Regions from separate parts of the Culex quinquefasciatus genome. Here region 2 is linked to region 1. A link is a contact called in public Hi-C data. All regions are on one chromosome and are shown on one strand. Each heading gives the region's core, a stretch centred on a gene start, on an enhancer-like site or on the middle of the called end of the contact. The rest is flanking DNA. Distances are from core to core; before and after follow the strand shown.

Region 1 (2,700 bases), core at 68-2,567:
TCCCCTTTTTTAACGCTTAAAAGTGACGCTTTGGATCGAATTTCTGAACTGGCCCCCCAATATAGTAAGTAGAGACATAGTCCTATGTCAGAAAAAATACAACGCGTTTTTCAGTTCAGTTTGGCATGCTTAACAGCCTAACAGAAAAAAAATCCGGTGAAATTTGCCCGGTAAATGGTCAAATTTTCACTTTTTTGTAAATCTCCATATCAAATAAAAAATTAGTAGCATACTTGCCAATTTCAAATGATTGCAACAATTTCCACTTTATCGGTGCGGGAAACCAATAATGGGGTAATTCATCCGTTCCAGACTGTCATAATTCCAAAACGTCACGTGATTCTTCGGTTCGCAGCTTTTGTTCCTGTTTGACGTTTCGAGGCGAGGCTCTACGTACCGGACCGGTGTCTACAGGTAGTGGGGTCATTCACCTTTACTAACTAGATAACTGCTCTGTTTACATCGTATGACCTTGACATACATCGTACGGGGCGAGCTTTGACAATCATATGGTTTTTAGTACAAGCCAAATGCAGGCGTACTAAACGATAGAGCAGCGATTAAATTCCTCAACATGGATCGATATACGAATTTTGGGAGCAACTTTTAACTAAAACGTGACATTTTCGGATAAAATTAGCGTCTTTTTGGCATAAAACATTCATTAGCGGGCTTCTATCAGTATAGTTCTAAAAACGAGCCCAGAAGAGCGCTGATTCACACTAATCATTGAATGATGTCATCGATGAAGGGATATCGGAAGCTATTCACTTTTTAGACTGAAAAACGAAGGATTTCATAGCTCAAACCATGATCTAGTGCTGAATCGTTACTGTTCATCATTGATACCGATCTGATTGAATGAATCTTAGACATTTTTGCATTAATTTCCATTTATGGTCACTACCTGAAATGGTTTGTTTACATAAAACAAACATTGAATTTCTAACCAATTAAGCCTAATCAGAGCCGAAATTTATTTGCAACATGTAGCCCGACTCTCAATAAACCAATTCTCGATAAAGGTCGCCCCAATCCGGCCCCAATTCCGCCGGAAATGTCATCGCCAAATGTCACCTACCTTGCGAAGCTGCAGCGCGTACACCCGCGGCTGATGGCGATGCTTGGCGTACGCCAGGGCCACCACACTGCCCCCAATCAGGCACAGGTACTTGACGGACGGATGCAGGAACCACTTCCGGCTGGAATCGGCACTGAATCCGCGCACTACCGTCCCGAAATTCGGCCCTAATCGCGAGCACCGCGCCAACTTATTTGTGTACATCGCCATTTTTGTTGTGGTACTAAAAATCAAGCTGTTGTTTTTGTTGTTGTACAATATTTTGACGTTTCGCTGGGTGTTGGGAGTTGGGAGAGCGAGAGTAGTAAAGAGAAAGAGAATTGTGTAAATCGAGAGGATTAACTGATTGTGGGAGATTGCGCGCGAGAGAGAAGTTACGCCGGTTCAGAGAGAGCACGTGGTGAGAAGTGCTGCCAGCAGTAACTTACTAACAGCACGTGTTTGGGTGCGTGGAGCAGTTCTATCGAAAACCTATCTAAAGTTTGTTTTAAAAGGTCCCATAAACAATTTTGTTTAAATGTTTATAGGAAATTAAAAAAAAACTCTGGGTATGGAAATAGCTTACCAAGCAATCATTCCAAAATATTTTCAAAAATTGTTCAAGTGAACATTTCAGCTCAATCCTTCTTTATTGAAACAACACACCTGTCAATTGTTTTGTTTTGCAAATACTTTCCAAAATATGTGATAATTGACAAACATTTTATAAGCATTTTTTTGTGGTGCTGAGTTTCATAAAAATCAAAATATCTTTGAACAAGTCCATACATACTAAATATAATTATCAATATAGAGAATTGCACTTTAAATTGTTTAAGTTGATTGATTTTGCAACGGCCTTATTGCTGTCAATGTTTATTTATGTACACTTAAAAATATCATGGTATTTTGTATTTTAGAAGCGAAATATTTACGTGATTTCACATAAATAGAGGTAAAATAACATTAAAAAATAATAAACTTAAAAATACATAAAAAAAAAGATTTAACAATAGAGTTCGTTTGTTTGCTTTTTTATCGCTTCAAATCGATTTGTGACATTTATATTTTAAAAACAATATATTATTTTAGACCACACATTGTGAACAGGAACTTAATGAAAAGTATCTCCTTATGGGTTCTTAAACATTTCAAAATATGTTGATAAAAAAATAACTTAAAATAAGAGTTATACAATTTGTTAGACCCTCCATTTTTTTTTTTGAAAACAGAGATTGGAAATTCCCAAGCATCCTAACCTATGCTCATTTACCAACATTTTAGGAAATATTTAGGTTTGCGATTTTTCCGCAAAATGAAAAGTACAATTATAATGCGTACATAATGGTTTAGAATCATACTGACCGTGGTAAAGAAGTGTTGAAAGAATCGCAAAAAGAACTTTTCATAAAACGTTGAAAAGTTTAAAAAGTTAGTTAACTTTGGTTAAGAAATTGTTGATGAATGTCATTATTTTAAACTTCTCAAAATGTCATGATTTTATTAATCAACATGATTTTGAATCGGAAAACGGAATGTATTTTCGGATTCTTTGGACAATTTTCGACTAGGAGAAGGTTAAATAAGTTTGTAAATAATTAATAAAACGTTTTTTTTTTAACACAATTGCAAAATTCTCC
Region 2 (2,700 bases), core at 168-2,667, 150 kb after region 1:
GTCCCTTTACCGCGGACGCATTTCCCAAAACACTGCACTGTTCCTTATCAGCCGGCGTTTGCGCCGTCCCCGAGAACACCCGTTGCGATTTTTTTGTTTCACTTGTGATGTTTCACTTTTCACTCAATCTCTGCCGCGATCACACACTTTACTCACACTTTGCTTGCGCTCTGCTCTTCCTATGTGCTTCTGTTTGACGCGCCAAAAGGTGGCTGTTACGACAATATGCCGGTCACCAGCTGATAACTCACTTACTTGTGCTCTCCCTCACTCTCTCTTGCTTAACCCCTTATCTACTAGACGCTTTGCAACAATGTATTCGCTAGTGGTTGTGACTTTTTTTTTCTCTGCACATTAACCTCACTTTTCGCTAATTTATTTTGCACAATTATTCACACACTTAGACACACACTGTTTGCGACGTTGCGTCGCAACGCATCTTCCAGCGGACTCTCTTTCTCTCGTTTTCTTCCTTGAGTTGTTGTGTTGTTTGCTCGCTCACCCCTTCTTCCTTCTAATTAAATCTGATAACGCACGATCGTGTATTGCAGAGCGCACGCGAAACGCGCTCTCTTCTTGCGGTTATTCTTCCGTCCCGGTTGCAACGCGCGCGTGCACACAGAACTGTCACTTGCTCTAACGCTGATAACGCTCGACCTTTTTGGCGTTTCTTCTCAGGAGGACGTTCTAAGGGACGATCGTACGGACGGTAGGATCTCCGGACCACGGTGGACCACTAATTGCCACATCTTTTCTGGCCACTTCTTTCCCGTGGTTACCTTCACTTGTCACTTGAACTTCACGCGAGTCGACCAAGTCGTTGCGCCGTTCGACCGACCACCGTGTGGACAAAAAGGAAGAATTAAAATAACCGTACGGCGGATTTCTGCGCGCTCTGCGAGCCGTCCGACACTAATTTCTCAAAATATCCAATCGGTTTTTAATGAGAGCTCTCAAAGTAAAAGTGTGATCTCGCGCGACGACGAGACCCTCGGAGAGAGCATCCGACCCGCGCGCTGCCACTGATTTACATAACAAATTGAACTCGATTTTCAGAGTCGGCAGGTCCCCGCAAGAACCTCGTCCGGCAAGAGAGCTGTCCAGCTCCAAAACCGATCACCAACACTGAAGTTCACGATCCAGTCCCTTTCGATTCTTCCCGTAGAGAACCGGAGGACGTAACACAACTTCCGAAGACACACACTTCCGACTGTTCTTCCTGCTCCCCAAAAAAAAAAAAAACTCCAATAAAAAAAACTCCCAAGTTCTTCCCTTCGGAAGAATTCAGGAAGGATCTTCCGGAGCACTCGCAGTTCCTTCCAGAAGGTACCCCACCGGCTCGAAGTCGAAAAGTCGCGTACCGAAACCGGGACAAACCCACCACCCGAAACTCTTGCGAGAGAAATCGTTGTCACGCGTGCTGCTGCCAAGCGAAGACTAAACCGGCCGAAGTTTGCGCGAACGGGACCATGCTCACGACCGGCGGGCCAGACTGCTCTGCATTTTACACGCAGCAGGCGACGACGGCGACGATGGCAGGAAAGGAAAAGCCGCAGAACCGAGTTTTTGAACCCACCGTGCGAGCGTGCGCGTTGAAATCGATGTTTTCGCTCTCTGCGGGCTTTTTCTCTCTTTCGTGGAAGGGGGCTCTCGCGCGCGTGCGATGACGTGAGAGCGAATGCCGGGTGTGCTCTCTTGCGAGAGAGGGAGGAAACCGGAGAAGAGAGAAGCCGGTTATCAGTGACCAAAATAATGAGAGAGGGAGAGGAGATGCGTAAGGAAAAGGGAAGAGAAAAGGATTGTGGAAAACCGGAAGGATGGGAGAAAATTAAGAAGGAAGATCATAGAATTTGCAACGCACTGGCATTAAAATTGCATTAAAAAATAAAAAAAAAACTAAAACTAAACTAAAATGTTTTAAAATCGAATCTCGTTCAATTTAGAAATTAGAAAAATGCTTAAAATTGTTCATCTAAACGTCCTTTAAAGGTTTTTTTGAAACAATCAAAATTTGATTTGTTTTAGAGTGAGTAAAACAAGAAAGTGACGTATTGCAAACATTACTAACAAACTGGTTTTTGGAGTTATTTTTTCCAAGTAAATTGTAATTTGTAAGATTTTTGTAAAATATGTTTTCCTCAAATTATCTAACGTGTTTGAAAAAATGAATGCAAAACAAAGAACATGCAGAAAAATGTAATCACGCAATGGCAACATCGTTCTTGCAATGATTTATTACCAACTGTTTTTTTTTTCTTACAGTTATTTTAAAACGTAAAACTGGCTTGAATTTTTAAATTCCCAGAAAAGCGAATCATCCAATTTCAATCTAATCAGAAACACCAAAGCAAGCAAAAAACGGACACCGGATGACTTAGAAATAAGCACCGGATCAAAATAATGGTTTGTTTACCAATTGACTTAATCTTCATGTGTGGTTTGTATACCGATCGGACGGTGCCGGTATCATCAACCGGCAGGTGAGTCAACCGGCACGGCTAGGCGATCCGCAAAAAAAAAACGATCTCGTTAAAGCAATTCACACCTGCTCGTCTGCTCGTCGATGCGTAAGTTTTGGGGTAATCGTACGCAAAATTGTGCGTGATTTCTCAAATATAGACAGGTCAAATTACCTCAAACTGCCCCGGCCCCACATGGTGGTCAACACTGGATCCTTACCAGCTTCGACGAACAAATTTA

Evidence for each region. A called contact is a pair of places that touch in the nucleus more often than the background predicts.
Region 2: a contact with region 1 is called in a Hi-C map of whole body, with 7 times the contacts expected there. The contact joins the promoter of LOC6054177 here to the promoter of LOC6032526 in region 1. A contact is called at or near these places in 2 of 2 Hi-C or Micro-C datasets (both in whole body).

Annotation. Positions count from the first base shown.
Region 1 is chr3:66,562,617-66,565,316 of VPISU_Cqui_1.0_pri_paternal, forward strand. LOC6032526 (calcium uptake protein 2, mitochondrial) reads right to left here and starts at 1,318. Exons shown (of 12, transcript XM_038260360.1): 1 at 1,082-1,318. The coding sequence starts at 1,291.
Region 2 is chr3:66,708,108-66,710,807 of VPISU_Cqui_1.0_pri_paternal, forward strand. It overlaps LOC6054177, which reads right to left and starts at 1,418. Exons shown (of 6, transcript XM_038263667.1): 1 at 1,362-1,418; 2 at 1-524.